4 separate regions of the Mus musculus genome follow, and all the other regions are linked to region 3. A link is a contact called in public promoter capture Hi-C data. All regions are on one chromosome and are shown on one strand. The core of a region is the stretch at or near the end of the contact, and the rest is flanking DNA. Distances in the headings are between cores, read along the strand shown. Region 1 holds the start of Krt19 (keratin 19). Region 2 holds the start of Krt14 (keratin 14). Region 3 has its middle 4.2 kb from the start of Gm11595. Region 4 holds the start of Krt16 (keratin 16).

The links. Promoter capture Hi-C pulls out the DNA fragments that hold promoters and counts their contacts.
Region 1: a contact with region 3 is called in a promoter capture Hi-C map of the SN4741 cell line, with 6 times the contacts expected there. The contact joins the promoter of Krt19 here to the enhancer-like site in region 3. A contact is called at or near these places in 14 of 39 promoter capture datasets (the SN4741 cell line, cranial neural crest, embryonic stem cells and 7 more) and 1 of 115 datasets of contacts at active chromatin or transcription factors (pancreatic cancer cells).
Region 2: a promoter capture Hi-C map of the SN4741 cell line shows a contact between it and region 3, with 2.6 times the contacts expected there. The contact joins the promoter of Krt14 here to the enhancer-like site in region 3. A contact is called at or near these places in 14 of 39 promoter capture datasets (the 3T3-L1 cell line, the SN4741 cell line, cranial neural crest and 8 more), 1 of 115 datasets of contacts at active chromatin or transcription factors (embryonic stem cells) and 2 of 9 other capture datasets (adipose tissue and embryonic stem cells).
Region 4: a promoter capture Hi-C map of trophoblast stem cells shows a contact between it and region 3, with 5 times the contacts expected there. The contact joins the promoter of Krt16 here to the enhancer-like site in region 3. A contact is called at or near these places in 14 of 39 promoter capture datasets (the 3T3-L1 cell line, 3T3-L1-derived adipocytes, cranial neural crest and 8 more) and 1 of 9 other capture datasets (liver).

The regions. Positions count from the first base shown.
Region 1 is chr11:100,144,552-100,147,524 of GRCm38.p6, reverse strand. It overlaps Krt19 (keratin 19), which reads left to right and starts at 1,599. Exons shown (of 6, transcript NM_008471.3): 1 at 1,599-2,094. The coding sequence starts at 1,666.
Region 2 is chr11:100,205,985-100,208,913 of GRCm38.p6, reverse strand. Krt14 (keratin 14) reads left to right here and starts at 1,404. Exons shown (of 8, transcript NM_016958.2): 1 at 1,404-2,001. The coding sequence starts at 1,459.
Region 3 is chr11:99,767,266-99,770,158 of GRCm38.p6, reverse strand. No RefSeq gene overlaps it. Among named protein-coding and RNA genes, the nearest start is that of Gm11595, 4.2 kb to the left of the region's middle. Within about 2 kb of position 1,553, at least 9 of the 459 cell types and tissues checked have an H3K27ac peak or open chromatin away from gene starts, as enhancers often do. A contact at or near this core is called in the SN4741 cell line, pancreatic cancer cells and trophoblast stem cells, where this site is marked.
Region 4 is chr11:100,247,262-100,250,154 of GRCm38.p6, reverse strand. It overlaps Krt16 (keratin 16), which reads left to right and starts at 1,253. Exons shown (of 8, transcript NM_008470.1): 1 at 1,253-1,783; 2 at 2,216-2,298; 3 at 2,437-2,593; 4 at 2,680-2,841. The coding sequence starts at 1,265.

The DNA of each region.
Region 1 (2,973 bases), core at 350-2,849, 380 kb before region 3:
GCAAGTCAAGTGTGTGTGCATGTGTATATAAATGTATATAAGTGTGTAAGTGTGTGCCTAGGTGTGTTTGTATGTGTGTGTATATGTGTAAGTGTGTACATGTGTAGGTGTGTGCATAAGTGTGTGCATGTGTATATGTGTGTGTATGTGTACGTGTGTGCAATTTGTGTATAAGTGTGTGTGCATGTGTATATGTGTGTGCGTGTGTGTATGTATGTAAAAGTACTGTTGCTACCTTCTTCCTAGAGAGGATGGTGGCTAGAAGACAGTGCTGGGTTTTAGAAGATCAAATTCTTTATATAGTCATAGAAAACCCTGCTGATAATGTGAAGACAAGAGGACTGACTTTGAACACTCTTCATTTCACAGGGGGAAACTGAGGCCTTTGAGCTAGGAAGTGGTTGGCCCATCTCCCTGTTCCCAATCCCCCTCTCAGGACACACAGGGTTTCTGTCCTCAGACAGAGACAGCTCTGACAAAAAAGAAGGTACTGCGGGCCACCACTAAGGACTGTTGAGATGGGGTGGTCAGGAATTTCGGGGTGAAGCTATCGAAGTACCCCTATAGTGGGTATCAGGGGGTCCGGCCCAAGGGAAAGATCCAGAAAGATCTGGAATTGTTGCACTGCAGGCTGGGAGTGGAGAAGGGCTCCTTCCATTATGAAGATGTCCCACTCTGTGCTGCTGACTTTAGCTCACTCTCTCCTTCACCTCTGCTCTAGGAGGGTTCTGAGGTCCCCTGGATTCAGCCTGCAGCCTTTTAATACCTCCTCAGGACTGCTCAAGGGGGACAGCTTCTGTGCCATTTCTGTCTCTGGGTGGAAGGTGCCAAATGCCTTATGGGCAGGTGATCTGCCTCAGCCAGGCTGAGAGTCCTCATCTCCGGCTTATTAAAGAAACTCAATTAGAGGTCTTGTTAAGTGCGTCTTGAGACTTGGGCAGGGAAGGGTGGAGGTGTCTTGGTGGGGGTGAGGGTCGAGTTTCTGAGCTGGGTCAGCCATGCTTCAGATTGAGCATTTAGCAGGAGTGTAAAGAAGCCACTTTGGTGGCCTAGTGTTCCCTGCAGCTGTACCTATTGCCACCTAGGACATTGTGGCAGCAGGGTGGGGCAACCTTGTCTCAGAAAGTCAGGAAGCCTGGAGCTTAACTGCACGAATTATTATCACAAGGAGGGAGGGATTTATTAACATTATTCCAGAGGGGGCACTCTCAGAGTAAGTCACTGAGTTGGGGCTCAGAGGGGTGTGATTTCTAAGGGTGTCAAATTCCTGGAGGTTTTAAAGGGCCAGAGTGATATCGTCACTCCGGAAGTTAGAGTTGTCTAAGCCTGTGTAGTAAGGGGCTGAAGGGCCAGAAAAGGGACGTGACATGTTGGCAGTAGCTTTGGAGTGGGCTGGGGCGGGGCAGCTCTGGGAAGGACTGAGACCTCTGGCTCCTGGGAGGGGAGAGGTAGGAGCAGAATCGCCAGGAATTGACCAATGGGGAAAGAGCCCATATTTGCACTCTGGGAGCTTGGAAATTTCTGATACCCGCCCCTTCAACATCTCCATCCCCCTTCCCGCCCCGGGCATAAAAAGCCACAGGTGAGGGCCTTGTCACTCCTCCTGCGGCCAGCAGTTCTCAGACCTGCGTCCCTTTTTCCTTCGCTCTGGTCTCCCTCCTCATCATGACTTCCTATAGCTATCGCCAGACCTCAGCTATGTCTTCCTTTGGGGGTACGGGCGGGGGTTCAGTACGCATTGGGTCAGGGGGTGTTTTCCGCGCACCCAGCATCCACGGGGGCTCAGGTGGCCGCGGCGTGTCCGTGTCCTCCACCCGCTTCGTGACCTCGTCCTCCGGGAGCTATGGCGGAGTCCGCGGTGGAAGTTTTAGTGGGACCCTGGCTGTGTCTGATGGGCTGCTGTCTGGCAATGAGAAGATCACCATGCAAAACCTCAATGATCGTCTCGCCTCCTACTTGGACAAGGTGCGCGCCCTAGAGCAGGCCAATGGCGAGCTGGAGGTGAAGATCCGCGACTGGTACCAGAAGCAGGGACCCGGACCCTCCCGAGATTACAACCACTACTTTAAGACCATCGAGGACTTGCGCGACAAGGTGGGTAGCGGCCAGGCCCTGGGAGGTGCACCTGTTGGGGTGGTGCGGCAGGGCGGGGAGGTTGTGGAAACTCAGCCCGCGGGTGGACAAGCCCGTTACTACGGGCCGGGCAGGAACCCGCAGGGTGGGGCACAAAGTCTGGGCTGGACCCTGGGATTCGAGTGGAGGCGGGGTGGAAGGGAACTGAGACAGGTTAAGTGGGTGGGGCTTTCGGAAGCGGTGGGGACCTGCTTGGATAGTCAGGGATATCTATCCAAAGAGAGCATTTAACACAGCTTTGGGCTGCCCAGAGATGAAGATACCGAGCCGCAGCCTCAGCTGGGGGTGGGGTGTTGGGGAGGGCTGGGGAGCTGCCGGATATTAGTCTGTAGGCTCAGAGGTCACCTGAGCCTGTGGCCCTCTTCTGGGACTCTTGAGCATTGCTTTCTCCAGTTGTGTGGGTTGTTCCTGTCTGGTTTTCTTTACAGCAGCTGTCCTCTCACTCTCCTCCTCTCCAGCCCAGGGGACCACCTAGGCTCACACGGAGCTACGAGAAGAATGTAAAACCTGGGGGCTGCACAGTAAAACCAGATCTTAAAAAAAAAAACTTCCAGTGAGGTGTGGTAGCTCAGGCCTGTAATCCCAGGAGCAGGTGGATGAGTTCATAGCTATGCCCAGCTACAGTTAACTTGAATCTAGTCAGGGCTACATGAGTCTCTAGGCTCCCACCCGGCCGTCAAACAGCCCGAACAGACAGACAGACAGACAGACAGACAGACAGACAGACAACAACTCTAACACGAAACAAAAGAAAAATAAAAACAATTATTTTAGTAAGTAAGAGGGAGGTGGAAGTCTTGACCCTCTGCTTCTGTGGACCTCTCTCCTGGAGTCCCCCGG
Region 2 (2,929 bases), core at 155-2,654, 440 kb before region 3:
TAAGCCCTGGTGTGGGGAGGGCGTTGATTTCTGCTTTGGTGGCAGGAAGGGTCAGGTGGGATTGGCTATCTAAGGTGCTATGTCCTTTCTGGGAGCAGTTGATACCAAGAACAGTGCAGGAGCCTCAGCGGGGGCTGTTGGGGCCTGTCTGGGAAGATAGGACGTGCCAGGCAGTCCCAGACACGACCACATTCCTCCCGACATGCCTGCAGGGGTCTATGGAGCTGAGGGGCAGGAAGTGGGTGTTCTGGGGATAGTTGAAGCTTGATATACAAACCTCTGAAGCAGAATTAGCTGGGTTCTTGGAGCTGTCCCCTGATCCTCAGGGACTCAGGAGTCAGAAACCCTCTCGTCCACTTTGGCTATTATGCCCTTGGCTCAGTCCTGCCTTCCTCCCAGGTGCCTGCGTTCCTCCTCCCCATACGTGTCTTGGGTGAGCTCCATGGGAGATGAAGTGAGGATGTCTGAGTCAGCCCTCTGCCTCTCAGCTCAGCTATCTTGGCATCCGAGAGGACATCTGGGGCTGGAAACAAACAAACAAACAAACAAATGAACAGACAAACAAATCTCTCTAGGCTTGTTCCAGGCATGTGCCCTTACCTGCTTTGAGGTCAAAATAAGTTTCAACCCTCTGGCCAGACTCTGTGCCACCCAAAGTTAACCCTCAGAGCTTTCTGCAGTAGAAACAATGGGTGGATGCTCTTTCCTCCCACTTTTCAGAAGAGCAAATGAGGGCTCTGAGAAGAGCCTGACTCTGTGCTGTTTCTCAGTGTCTCTGGTTGTGTCTCTGAGTCCTTTGGTGACCTAATAGCTATTGTCACAGATCTGCGTGTAGGTGTGTGGTGGATATTAGGGTCTGTACCCAGGGCTCAGGGGAAGCTGCCTTGAGTCTGAGCCACCTGGCTGGCTGAGGATGTGACAGATAGCTAGTCCTTAGCAGGTAGCGCTGAGGGTGGCCACGCCAATGTACCTCCAGCTAAGTGCCAGTCTCCTGCTCTGGTGGTCTTTTTCTACGTGTAATAAAGGACTCTCCCACCCATTTAATGGGAACTAACAGGTCAGCAGGTTTATGGTGTGGTAAGGCCCTACTTGTCATTCTAGCTGAGCCCAGAGTGTGGGTTCCTAAGGGCTGTGGCTCCCAGGGCCTCATGGGAAAGTGTAGCCCGCAGGCCCACCCCTCCCCTGGTGAATCATGCCTGGCGGGACGAGAAAGCCCAAAACACTTCAAACAATGAGTTTCCAGTAAAATATGACAGACATGATGAGGCGGAGGAGAGGAGGGATCTGATCGGGAGTTGGCGCTGGCCTGGGAGTGATGAAAGCCAAGGGGAATGGAATACGCCAGGCCCGCCCCCTCCTCACCACTATAAAGCACTATCATCCTTTTCTAACACACCTGAGCAGCTCTCTCTTCTCTCTGCCGACTCACTCGCTCACTTGCTCACCTCTCTCAAAGCCATGGCCACCTGCAGCCGCCAGTTCACCTCCTCCAGCTCCATGAAGGGCTCTTGTGGTATCGGTGGTGGCTCTAGCCGCATGTCCTCCATCCTGGCTGGAGGATCCTGCCGGGCTCCCAGCACCTACGGGGGCATGTCGGTTACCTCCTCTCGCTTCTCCTCTGGGGGAGCCTGTGGGATTGGAGGTGGCTATGGTGGGAGCTTCAGCAGCAGCAGTTTTGGTGGAGGACTTGGTAGTGGATTTGGTGGTCGATTTGATGGATTTGGTGGTGGTTTTGGTGGTGGTCTTGGTGGTGGTTTTGGTGGTGGTCTTGGTGGTGGTCTTGGCGGTGGTATTGGTGATGGGCTCCTGGTGGGCAGTGAGAAAGTGACCATGCAGAACCTCAATGACCGCCTGGCCACCTACCTGGACAAGGTGCGTGCCCTGGAAGAGGCCAACACTGAACTGGAGGTGAAGATTCGGGACTGGTACCAGAGGCAGCGGCCCACTGAGATCAAAGACTACAGCCCCTACTTCAAGACCATCGAGGACCTGAAGAGCAAGGTGGGTCAAATGGACAGCAGGACTTGCCATTCCAGTGTCCTCCAAGGCTTCAGATCATCACTAGACTCCTAGAAAGACAGTCTCTAGTCCCCAGTATCTCTCTCTGAGACCCTCCCTGGCCATCCCCCATAGAGCTGGTCAGTGAGAAGACGGTGCTGCTCCCTGGCTTTCTTTACTCCATGCTTTTATGTGCTCCAGTCCTTAGCCCACGTGAGACTGATGGTTCCTGCCCTTAGCATTTGGCAGAGGAGGAAGTTGAAGGTTGAGAGGTGCTGTGTCTTGCTAAAGATCAAGAGAGGGGGCGGTGCAGGACTGAGGTTAGAGCACAGGTGGCTCACCCTCTGCTACAGGGGGCACTTACCTCTTTAGTAGAAGGGAGGAGTGAGCCTGTAACGGGACCCACCGAGCTAGACACCCAAACCGCTCATTAGCTTGTTAGTCTGGGCTGAGGCTGCCTCCGCCCATGAACCTTGGCACCAGATAGCCTCTCCCTATAGTCAGGCAGACGTAGAAAAATCCACACCCACAACTATCAAGACCCGTATATTTTTTTACTACAAACCAGAGGGAGCCTGGCGGAGCTGTGTTTCCAGAGCTCCTCTTCTTCCTCCTGTTAAACCTGCTTGGCTCTTGTGCCTCGCATAAGTTACGGAAATTAGACGGGTCCCTGGCCGGAATTCCAGCCAGCTTCAGAGATCCTTCTGTCATTTTTTTTCTTCTTCTTCTCCAGTTTCCTCTTTTCTAATCCCCTGGGCAAGTTGGGTTTTGTCTCTTGGGAAAGTCCCACCCTTGGTCCATGCCCCATGGGCTTAGAAAGGAATGCGTGTGTCTGCAGATGGCTGATAAGGCTGCTCTGTACTGAGAGGAGGATCCAGAAGATGAAAGCTATGTAGGGATTCTTAGGGGGACATTAAAATGCCAAGCCCCA
Region 3 (2,893 bases), core at 304-2,803:
ACATAGCATAATGCAAAATACATTTAGTCCAATTTCCAGAGTCTCTATAGTCTATAGAAGTCTCAACAATGTTAAAAGTTCAAGGTCTCTTTTGAGATTCATTCAGTCACTTAACTGTAATCCCCAAAGCAAGACAGGAAACCATCTAGGCAAACTCCAAATTCTACATCCTCATGTCTGATGTCAAACTGGTCTTCAGATCTCCTACTCCTGTTCATCTTTGTTGACTGCAACAACTTCTTTCACCTGGGCTGTTTCCACTCCCTGTTAGCAGCTTTTCTCAGCAGATAGCCCATGACTCTGGCATCTCAAACATCTTGAGGTCTCCAAGGCAACTTCCATGTTATAGTTTCTTGTTTCAATGTCTGGAATCCACACATGATCTTCAGGGCTTCTCCAGCTCTGTTCTCTGTAGCACTCTAAGCTCAGGTTGATCCACTCCACTATTGCTGCTGTTCTTGGTGATCGTCCCATGGTACTGGCATCTCCAACACACTGAGGTCTTCCATTGCAACCAGGCTTCACTAATACCCTCTCATAGGCTCTCTTCATAGTGTCATAATTCAAATCCTTTGCATGACTCCTTCAGGCCTGGGCAGTCAACTGCACTTTTACTAATGGCCTTCCATGGTTTCTCACAGTGCCTAGCATCAGCTGCTCTTCATGACCCCTTCATGCCTTCAAAACCAGTACCACCTGTGTGACTCTTACACATTAACAAGTACAGCTGCAGCACAAAGTATAACCTTGGCTATCTCTGAACACAGCTTCTTTGTGCTCTCAGAAAACACTTCTCAGAAGATTTCACCTCAGTGATGCTGGTCTCTTCTTAATCACCACTAATTTCTTAGTTCGAGCTAACCAGCATCAGTTGTCCCAGTAGTTCCTTCTATTCTAGACTCTAAAGCCAGAGCCAGTGGCCAAAGCTGCGGAGCTCTGCTACTTGCTGGGGCTGGAACATGGCCTCCCTTGTTCTATTACATTACCACTTGCTTCCTTTTTTCCAACTCCTTCACTGCCTAAGCTTTGCTGTCCTGGATCTTGTTCTGTAGATTGACTTTGAACTCAGAGAGTTGAATGCTTTTCTCCTGAGATTAAATGTATGTACCACCATGCCTGGATTTGAGCTTTTCTTCACCTAGAATTTGCTCTGTCTTAGGCTGGCCTTGAACTCAGAGATCTGTTTGACTTTATCTCCTGAGATTAAAGGTGTATATCACCATGCCTGGATCTAAATTTAGCTGGGTAGGATCTTGCCCCAAAGTCCCACTCCCTTAATTTGTTATCTCTTTGAACACAGGAAAGATACCATTTCACTTCCTGTTACCCTTTTAATACTCGGACCATGTATTTTATACTTTTCCTTTCTCATCTTACTACATTTGTTTAAAATGCTCTTCAAGAGACTTAACCCGAGAACAATTTCATCAAGGCTGTTTCTGAGACTTCCTTTGTCAATGCAATTAATCTGAGTCTCCAGTATCTTCACCTTAGCCTCAGGCAGACTCTTCAGACAAGGGCAAAGGAGCAGCCACATGACTCATCAAAATACCACAAAATGAGTCCCAAAGCCACATAATGTAATTCTTTTCCACTGAAACCTCTTGGATCAGGTCTGCACAATTCAAATAACTCACAACAAAAAAAGTCTTCCATATTCCTAGGATGGCTCATTAAGCCCCACTTAAAGCATTCCAATGCTTTCCAAATCCGAACTCCCAAATCCACATTCAAAAAAAAAAAAGATGGCCTAGTCGGCTATCACTGGAAAGAGAGGCCCATTGGACAGGCAAACTTTATATGCCCCAGTACAGGGGAATGCCAGAGCCAAAAAATGGGAATGGGTAGGTAGGGGAGTGTGGAGGGGAGGGTGTGGGGGACGTTTGGGATAGCACTGGAAATGTAATTGGGGAAAATACGTAAAAAGAAAAAAAAGAAAGAAAAAAAGCATGGTCAGGCCTGTCACAGCAATACTCCAGTCCCTGGTATTAACTTCTGTCTTAGTGTTTTACCACGACCAAGGCAAGTCTTATTATAAAGGACAACATTTAATTGGGGCTGGCGTATAGGTTCAGAGGTTCAGTCCATTATCATCAAGATGGGAGCATGGCAGTATCCAGGCAGGCATGGTACAGGAGGAGCTGAGAGTTCTACATCTTCATCTGAAGGCAGCTAGCAAAATACTGACTTCCAGACAATTAGGACTAGGTTAAAGCCCACATCCACAGTGACATACTTACTCCAACAAGGCCACACCTCCAAATAGTGCCATACCCTAGCCCAAGCATATACAAAAGATCACAGTGTCACATATTCATACATGAAGAGAAATTGTTTTTGTTTAATTGTGTTTATCACATCTATCTCCAAATGACCCTCTCTAATAATCTCCTTTCTCTTTCCTATTTTCAAACTGCATATATTTTAATTTCAAATATCTTCCTTTTTTGTGTGTTGCATATATATATGTGTGTGTGTGCATATATATATAGGTGTACATATATATGCCTATATATATATACATACATATATGTACACACACATATACATGTATATGTATGTGTGAAAGATACAAGAGAATACATTTGATACTTGAATTTTTGAATATGGCTACTTTTGCTTAACACAATAAGCTTGAATTCCATCCACTTTCTGTTATGGTTGTATTCTTAATAGCTGGTTAATCCCCCACTGTGTACACATATTACACTGTATGTGTCCATTTGTACATAGATAGATGCCTACCATTTCCACAATAGCTTTATTAATAGTGCTACAAAAGCCATCAGCAGTCAGGAATCTAGTTGGTATAATACCACTTATTCCTTTAGGCACAAACCTGGTAGTATGGCTAGATTCTCTGGCAGTGTTAGAAGAAACTCAACGTTTATTT
Region 4 (2,893 bases), core at 4-2,503, 480 kb before region 3:
AACAACACCCACCATGGGCCTGCTTCTGAGAAGTGTGTAGCAAGCATGACAGGTATTCCTTACCAGTGCAAAGCCCTGTGCACACTGGGCGAACAAAGATACCACGCCCAGCTTGAGCAGTTCCTGGGCAAGATGGTTTCCACATGGGAACTCTGAGACCATGAAGGGGCAGAGTGGGGGTAGGGCTGTTGACAGACAGACAGTATTAGAAGCAAGATAGAATTCCCTTCTACTGAATCCACAGCAGAGCAAGGGGGTGTCCCTGAGTGGGTGAGGGCAGGAGGTGGCATGGAGGAGCTGTGGCTGGGCATTCTCTTAGTGCAGGGGTTTTACGTTAGGAGTCAGAATGTAAAGGTTGGATCGAAAAGCAGCAAGGTTGCAGAGGGAGGATGGAGAGGCTGACCACAGGGAAAGGGTCCTGCAGGCATGCTTCTTTGTGACTTGTATGTGTCCTAAAAGAACTGAGGCCCAGAAGGATGACAAGGTCCTCTGTACTGGGCAGTGAGTGAGAGGCAGTGGGTCTGTGGCAGCATAGTGTGTGGATGCTATGGTGGACACCACTCTGGACATCCTGGTGTCTCAAAGGCAGCTTCCAAATGCAAACTAGATCCTATGGGAATGGAAACCTCTGATTTTTTAGAACTAGAAAGGACTGCAGCTACCCAGCCCAGACTTGTCCCTGTGGAGGGAGAGCAGGCACAGAGAGGGGAGGTGAAAGACTTCAGGATCCCTGTTGAACAACCTAGGTCTACCACGTGCCTTGTAGGATTCATACGACAGTATCCAACTTTGGGATGACATCAGTGAGACTCTAGCCACCAAAGGTTCTCACTGTGGGGCAGGGACTGGTTGACTCACAGCCTGAGGACGCGCCTGCCAGAGGTTGCCTGCACCTAGGGCTCCTTGTTGCTCTCCCCTCAGGCTCCTGGAACAGAAGCCCATTTCTGACTACACAACGTGAGTCAGTAGTGACTTGAATTTGTGTGTTTTTCTCTTGGCCCCACACCCACAGATCTGGGCAGGAACTCTGAGCCAGCAATGGAAGAGAGAGAGTCCACCCTGGGCTGAACAACCCAGAATAGGGTGTTAGACAGGACTGACTGAGGAAATCCCCAGGGGAACTGGAGTCAGCAGTTGGAGGTCCCGCCTTCCCCTGGTGCATATAAAAGAACCTGGAGTCTGAGGCACCCTCAGCATCTGCAGCCTCCACTGAGCAGTTCTCTCTTCTCCCTGCTCACTTGCCCACACTCTCCAGTTCCTCAGCATGGCCACCTGCAGCCGCCAGTTCACCTCCTCCAGCTCCATGAAGGGCTCCTGTGGCATCGGTGGTGGCTCTAGCCGCATGTCCTCCATCCTGGCTGGAGGATCCTGCCGGGCTCCCAGCACCTGCGGGGGCATGTCAGTTACCTCCTCTCGCTTCTCCTCTGGGGGAGTCTGTGGGATTGGAGGTGGCTATGGTGGGAGCTTCAGCAGCAGCAGTTTTGGTGGAGGACTTGGTAGTGGATTTGGTGGTCGATTTGATGGATTTGGTGGTGGTTTTGGTGCTGGTCTTGGTGGTGGTCTTGGCGGTGGTATTGGTGATGGGCTCCTGGTGGGCAGTGAGAAAGTGACCATGCAGAACCTCAATGACCGCCTGGCCACCTACCTGGACAAGGTGCGTGCCCTGGAAGAGGCCAACAGAGACCTGGAGGTGAAGATCCGGGACTGGTACCAGAGGCAGCGGCCCACTGAGATCAAAGACTACAGCCCCTACTTCAAGACCATTGAGGACCTGAAGAGCAAGGTGGGTGGCTCTGGTGGATGAGAGGTTAGAACTACAGTGGCCTTTAGCAAAGACAGTTTTAGAGAGGCTAATACATAGGCAAGAAGACTAAAGACCTTTGGAGGTTAATGGTCATACTTATCCAGAGCAGGGGCTGAGGGTCCTTTAAGAACATCCATGCCTCAGGTGGACCTGGGACCCTGACTCTTAATCTCCTGGAGGATACTTTATGCTGCAAGCTTAGCTCCTTAACTCTGTGCCCAGGATAGGGGTGATGGTAGACATGAGTGCACGTGCATATAACTTGAGCTGTGTAGAGAAGTATGTAATCAGCTGTTGGAAGCTTTAGGAGCTGGCCTGCTGGGCTTGGGGTGGCTCCTTTTGCTCTTCTCTGTCCTTGAGTCGTAGGGTCTCTGGGTGATCTGACTTCGCATCTTTTCATTTTCTCTCTAGATCATTATTGCCACCCAGGAGAATGCACAGTTCACTTTGCAGATTGACAATGCCAGGCTGGCAGCTGATGACTTCAGGACCAAGTGAGCAGCCAAAATGCTGGGCAGAGGGCAGAGGGCAGAGGGCAGAGGGCAGAGGGCAGAGGGCAGAGGGCAGAGGGCAGAGGGCAGAGGCCAGGGACACAGTAGGTCCATCTTCAGCTTTGACTTCTCTCCTTCCAGGTACGAGAATGAGCTGTTCTTGCGGCAGTCCGTGGAGGGTGACATCAATGGCCTGCGCAAGGTGCTAGATGAGCTGACCCTGTCCAGAGCTGACCTGGAAATGCAGATTGAAAACCTCAGAGAAGAGCTGGCCTTCCTGAAGAAGAACCATGAGGAGGTGTGGCTCCTGCTGGGTTTGGGGATGGAGGGCTGGTGTGGTGAGTTTCCCAGGAGATGTGACCATGCTCTTGTGATCTTTCCTAGGAGATGCTTGCCTTGAGGGGTCAGACTGGTGGGGACGTCAATGTGGAGATGGACGCAGCCCCCGGTGTGGACCTCAGCCGCATTCTGAATGAGATGAGGGACCAGTATGAGCAGATGGCAGAGAAGAACCGCAGAGATGTGGAGGCCTGGTTCCTGAGAAAGGTGGGGGCCCGCTTCCTCCCTACTCCATGACTCTTGGCCAAGTAGGCTTTGG